2 separate regions of the Mus musculus genome follow, and region 1 is linked to region 2. A link is a contact called in public HiChIP or PLAC-seq data. All regions are on one chromosome and are shown on one strand. The core of a region is the stretch at or near the end of the contact, and the rest is flanking DNA. Distances in the headings are between cores, read along the strand shown. Region 1 overlaps Zswim5 (zinc finger SWIM-type containing 5). Region 2 holds the start of Zswim5 (zinc finger SWIM-type containing 5).

Region 1 (3,223 bases), core at 406-2,905, 51 kb after region 2:
TTACACACATGTATGATCATGTCCATAGTCATTTGTAGTTCTTGAGTGACGGTCTTGCTTGTTGGTTATTTGCATATCTTTGGAAAATTGGTTATTTAAAGTTTTTATGGTCTAATTGCGCCATTTTTACTACTGACTTGTAGAAGTTTCTTATATACTTTGGACAGTAACTTATAGGGCACAGTAATTGCTTATATTTTCTCCCATGATCTAATTTAATTTATGTCAAAGATCAGTTTAGCTACCTAGTAGAAAATGGCTCAGTATAGACTACAGTAAGAGATACAGTATAGATACAATAAGATAATAAGATCCTTTCAAAAATAAAGAAAAGGTACTTATGACTTAAGTTATTAATGAGCGAGAGAGAGAGAGAGTTGGGAGGCTCTTGCAGCAGTCTCAGTAGTAGATCAGGGCTGCCAGGAGCAGTGGGAAAAGCAAAAGGAGTGATTTGTCTTTGAGGTAGACTCAACATGATGTAGTTGAAAGACTAGAGAAGACACTCCCAGGCTTATCCTGGATTTCTCAGGTGAGGACTTGGGTGAATGGTGAAGCCATTTAGAGAGATTTTGCCAGGTGGGGTAGAGGAAGGCAATCTGCTTGAATATAAAATACATACTAGGTATGATGTGTCCATGTGGCATCACTAGGAATATTTTCCACATGCCTATAATCCCAGCATTTTACCTTAAGTTTTTTTCTTCTTTTTATTAGATATTTTCTTCATTTACATTTCAAATGCTATCCCCAAAGCCCCCTATACCCTCCCCCAGCCCCGCTCTGCTCCCCAACCCACCCACTCCTGCTTCCTGGCTCTGGCATTCCCCTGTATTGGGGCATATGATCTTCGCAAGACCAAGAGCCTCTCCTCCCATTGATGGCCGACTACGCCATCCTCTGCTACATATGCAATTAGAGACTCAACTCTGGGGGCTACTGGTTAGTTCATATTGTTGTTCCTCCTATAGGGTTGCAGAATACATTGTTAGCTGGGTTACAGGTTCGTTTGTAAAGGGAAAATTTAAACAGCTTTTCCTGGAAAAATTAGCATGTAATCTGGAGCTTTAGAATAAAACATAAAATTATGTTAAATAGAGCTGGAGAGAGGGCTCAGTGGTTAAGAGCACTGACTGCTCTTCCAGAGGTCCTGAGTTCAAATCCCAGCAACCACATAGTGGCTCACAACCATCTGTAATGGGATCTGATGCATTCTTGTGGTGTGTCTGAAGACAGCTACAGTGTACTCATATAAGTAAAATAAATAAATCTTTTTTTAAAATTATGTTAAATAGAACATTTCAGCATACCTGTATACTTCATCACAAGACTTTTGCTATTGTAATTTAGCTTTGACTTTTTTTTTTTTTTTTGGTTTAATGAGAAGTGGTTTTGGTTTTTGTTGTTTTGTTTTGTTTTTGTTTTTTAAGATAAGGTCTCTCTATGTAACTACAGCTAGCCTAGAATTTGGAATGTAGACCAGGCTAACCCAGAACTCAGAGATCTGCCTGCCTTTCTCTCCAGAGTGCTGAACCAAGGGTGTGCACCACTGTGCTCAGCTCCCCTCGCCCTTTGTAAAGGGTAAGAGGAAGAGTGCATTCTGTGTGTTTCTCTTTCAGTCCTAGAGAGCACACCAGGACCAGGCAAGCGTCCTGCTCAGTGCTCTTTTGTAGATTTCTCATAGAGGTTGTTTCTGTTGCTATCCCAGGCCAGGTTTAGCTTGACTCTCAATATCATTCAGCATCCTTCTTTTTTCTCACTTGAACTGGATAGGAAAGGAAGTGTTTTTGCTTACATAATCATTCTTTTTCTGAGATTACCCTTTGCTGCTTTTTACAGCCTGCATAGAAATTTTGTCTCGAATTCTTCTCAGCTACTTCCTGTTCTTTGAAGGTTGGCACTGTTATAAAAAGCTAATTGGCATTAGACACAAAAGATTATTCATTAACTTTTCTGTAAGGCCCACAGCTCCTTCCAAGTCTAATATTTTTAAAGGACCCGTCTCTTTCTTTCCTTCTGAACAGACATTTAGAATACATTTGAATAGAGGATCCACATTTTTAGAACAATTGCTTTACATGCCATATTTCATTTAAAAGTTATTTTTCCAAAGAAGTGATGTTATAAATGGTAGTTTTATTTTCCCAACTAATTCCAAAGTCTTTAGCTTTCACCATAAGCAATTTAACTGCCAATTGTAACAGAATAGAACCAAAGGGGTGCAAGACAGAAGTTAATCCAGAGTTACAGTAAAAATAGTAATGTGGGCTTGGGAGTGTTCAGTAGGGTTGAGGGTCTGCTGCCAAGCCTGACAACCTGAGTTTAATCCTGAGTTCAGGTGTCCAGCACTGAATAAACTGTCATGGTGGAACACATCTGTAACCCTATTGTTAATGAGGCAGAACCAAGAGAATCAGAAGATCAAGGTTGCCCTTGGTTACATAGTGAGTTCAAGGCCAGTCTGATTGTTCAGTAATTGATCCTGTCTCAAAACAAACAAACAAAAACAAGAAGAAACAGAAATAAACAAGGGATTGCCAAGACCTAAATCCAGTCCTCAGAATACATAAAAAGTAGGTTTGTAATCCCAGTGCTGGGAGGTTGGAAAAATCCTTGGAGTTAACTGCTGGCCCCTAGCCTAAACTCCAAGACTTGTAAGTCTCACTGAAAGACCCAGTCTCAGAAAAACAAAATTGTGACCATTGAAGTGGCTCCACAGATAAAGGCACCCACCGGCAAGCTTGAAAACCTGACTTTGAACCCCATGGCAGAAGACACATGCTGAGATGTGTGCAAACCACCCCAGCCCATGCATACAACAACTTTAAATGTAATAAAATAGCTTTAAAATAGTAACTCACCTCAAATTTCTTATTTTATGAGAAGAAAACAGAGTTAGAAGTCCTCTTTTATTGGAGTCTTTTATCTCACATCTGTGAAATTTACATATTTTTTTACTAGTTTGTATTATATAAACCTAATATGGCTTAATATGATGTTTTGGCATTCAAAATGAAATGATTACTGCAACTTTTGCATATATTGGTCCTTCTGCTTAGAATGTGGGAGTAACTCCTCAGTATATATCAAAATCAATTCTCTGAAATTGTGCCATTCCCAGACTCCTTGGATACCACTGGCCACTCCTAACCTCTGTGTCATTTATATGTTCCATGTAACTTTCATATCACTTACTAGCTGTAATCTATACTACATGTGAGTTTAT
Region 2 (3,052 bases), core at 174-2,673:
GCAGAGACTGATACTTCATAATAATTCAATTATACTTGCAGAAATAATATCATATTATTTCTGAAATATTATTTTTGAAAATGTTTATGAAAGAAGCAATTGACCACATATTTAATTCTTACATGCTATATGCACAGATATTGTTGTCAGCTTCCTTTTACAAATCATGAGTCGTGATTAGCACCACACGACCATTAAGAGCGATTCACATCTAGGTTATAGCCGGAGCTCTTTTCTTCAGAGATTACTGCAAAACCAAACTAATTTGGCTGCAGTCTACCTTCTCTTATTCGTTCTTTGTACTACTCTCTCTAGCTGAACTCAGCTATAGGATGTTTTCTAATACAGTTCCTGGAACTTTTTAAAAGTTGTAGTGATTATGTCACAACTCCGTGTTTATGAAGAAGTTACTGTTGAAGTTGTCACTCGTGAGTACCCACTAATGTACCTGGGTGAGGGGACACCACAGTGAAGAAAATGGACATGACCTTCATTGTTATGGAGTTAGGCAGTTAGACATCAAATAACAAAAGACGCATTAAATTTTAGGTAAATTCAGGGGAATGAATAGAAGACGGACAAGAAAAACATGAAAATCCTAATTTAAACCCGAGGTAAGGGATCAGAGAATTCTATCAGAAACTACACAAAAGTGTTGGTTCCTCCCCCCCCCCCCGCCCCCTGTAGGATGCAAGGTGCTAAACCCCTCAAAGAACCCCACGAGGGTGCTGCTGCCTCAGCAGTGAGGTCCTGGCGCCCCATTGTTCGGACTGGCTGATGGACTTAGCCAGTTTCTGAGCCGGCGGGGACGCCGATGCTGTCCTATATTGTGACACGGGGAGAGTTTTCATCCCGCGAACTTTTTGATTCTACCCTCTACTCCCACCCGGTGGCTTCCTTCTTAGCATCTTTCTGCTTGGTTGGTGCCCCTTGGGTTGCGACAGTCGCTTGTCCGTTCTGTCTGCTGCAGGAGCCTCACTGGAGTTGTTTCCTCTCCTCATGCCCCTCAAGCCTGTTACTTCATGGCGACAGCTGGCGGCCGGGTCTTTTCATTTGGCCACGCGGCCATCCTCGCCCGCCCGCAGGTGCGCCGGAGGCACCTGGTGCCGGGCGCTCCTCGTCCTTGGCGGCCCGCGGCCCCGCACGAGCGCTCGGATTGTGTTCCGGGCTGGCTGCGCCCGGAGCGCGCCCGCAGTCTGTGCTCGCCCCCGCGTCTCCTCGCGCCCGCGGCGGCCCCGGACGGCGCGCGTCGCCTCGCGCTGGTCCTCAGGCCAACCAGCGCCGGCCCGAGCGGCGCGAGCACGGGACCGGCGCCCCGGCTTCCCACTCGGGCCGGCGGGCTCGTGGGTTCGTTCGCCCCGCCCCCTCCCCACAGCGCCGCCGCTGGGCGCTTGCGCGGGGCGCGTGGCCGTGGCTGGGGTCTCCGCCGCAGCCCGAGCAGCCGCCTCCGCCTCAATCAGTCAGTCAGTCAGTCCCCAGCAATGGCGGAAGGAGGTGAGCGAGAGGAGCTGCTTTCGCCGCCGCCGATCTCTCCGGCCAAGAGGCTGTGCTCTTGGCCCAGCCCGCAAGCTCACCACCCCCGCGGGACTCCCGGGGCAGCCGGCGGAGGGGCGGGGGGCGGCGGCGGCGGCTGCCTGGCCCCCGGGGCCCGCCCCCACCTGCAGCCGGAGTCCTTGCTGGACTGCGCCGCCAAGACGGTGGCGGAAAAGTGGGCGTACGAGCGGGTGGAGGAGCGCTTCGAGCGGATCCCGGAGCCGGTGCAGCGCCGCATCGTCTACTGGTCCTTCCCGCGGAATGAGCGGGAGATCTGCATGTACTCCAGCTTCCAGTACCGGGGCGGCCCGGGAGCCGGCGCGGCTGCCGGCGCGGCGGGGGCTTCGCCGGTCGAGGAGGGGCCGCCGCCACCCCCCGGGGCCGCCGCTCCGGCCGGCTCCGCCCCCGGGGCCGCCGGGGCGGGCTCGTCCCCCGGGCTGGGCGCTGGGACTGGAACGGCGAGCGGCGGCTGCGGCGGCGGCGAGGGGCTGCCGTTCCGCCGGGGCATCCGTCTGCTGGACAGCGGCTCCGTGGAGAACGTGCTTCAAGTCGGTAGGTGCTGCCCGGCCCCTCTCGGCCCCCTGCCTCTTCTGCAGGTGCCTTCCCAAGCCCTGGGTCAAAACCCAGGCTTTCTGCCCAACTCCGGCATCCCCGCCAAGGACAAAAAAGTGGCATAAAAAACTTTTCCCAAGGTTTCCTTCAGGTCCACTACTGCTCTTTCCCCTACCGGCTGCCCTATTTCTTTTTCTTTTTGTTTGAAGAGCGAGTAGGTCTCTCTCTCTCTCTCTCTCTCTCTCTCTCTCTCTCTCTCTCTCTCTCTCTCTCCCCCCTATACTCTCATACTAAAGGAATAACCGTGTGATGTGCCCTTTTCGAAACGCGTTTTACTGATTTAAGTTTAGAGGGAAAGGAGGGAAAGGGAGCAATAGGTTTTAGAGGGAATGTTTGAGGGACAGGCTGTCACAGTCAATCTGTAGTTATAGCAGATTGAATCTGAGTGTAATTAACTTTCACATCGGAAAAAGCAACAGAATACTGTGCATTTTAGACAATTTAAATTGTCTGTTTTAATATCCCTCCCCCCGACCAGTGATGCCTGGGAATCTAGGCTGCAGATTAACAATAACGGAAGATGGAAATGTGACAGCTTCTCTTTTCTACACCCCCATCCATGGGAAAGGGGGAAAAAAGCTACACAATCTGGAGTGGGGGCGGGGTCTGCCTTCCTTGTCAGACTGGGGTAAATCAAAAGCCAGTCACGTTGGATGTTTCAAATGCTTTCATTTAACGCGTCCTCGTATTCGCTTTTGTTTTATCTTTTTGTTTGTACAAAAATGGAAACTGATTTTAAAAAATCTACTCGTTCTCTTGAGCGTCTAGTTAGTTTGTTAATCTTATTAAGTATTTAAAGTGTACCTGATTTGTGAAATGATTACGGAGGAAGAAAGAAACGACATTGTTTAACATTGATTTGCTATGCATAATATTAAAACATTTATGGGGGGTCCTATTTGAATTA

Evidence for each region. HiChIP or PLAC-seq counts read pairs in DNA pulled down with a chosen protein or histone mark.
Region 1: an H3K27ac HiChIP or PLAC-seq map of neural progenitor cells shows a contact between it and region 2, with 2.9 times the contacts expected there. The contact joins the enhancer-like site here to the promoter of Zswim5 in region 2. A contact is called at or near these places in 3 of 39 promoter capture datasets (embryonic stem cells, hippocampal neurons and liver), 2 of 15 datasets of contacts at CTCF or cohesin (CD8 T cells and the NIH/3T3 cell line), 3 of 484 Hi-C or Micro-C datasets (cerebral cortex, forebrain and nephron progenitors), 7 of 115 datasets of contacts at active chromatin or transcription factors (embryonic basal ganglia, embryonic stem cells, kidney and 1 more) and 3 of 9 other capture datasets (adipose tissue, embryonic stem cells and pancreatic islet).

The regions. Positions count from the first base shown.
Region 1 is chr4:116,926,591-116,929,813 of GRCm38.p6, forward strand. All of the region lies in intron 1 of Zswim5 (zinc finger SWIM-type containing 5), which reads left to right. Among named protein-coding and RNA genes, the nearest start is that of Gm22092, 5.7 kb to the left of the region's middle. Within about 2 kb of position 1,656, at least 24 of the 459 cell types and tissues checked have an H3K27ac peak or open chromatin away from gene starts, as enhancers often do. A contact at or near this core is called in cerebral cortex, kidney, liver and 1 more, where this site is marked.
Region 2 is chr4:116,875,979-116,879,030 of GRCm38.p6, forward strand. Zswim5 (zinc finger SWIM-type containing 5) reads left to right here and starts at 1,424. Exons shown (of 14, transcript NM_001029912.2): 1 at 1,424-2,085. The coding sequence starts at 1,482.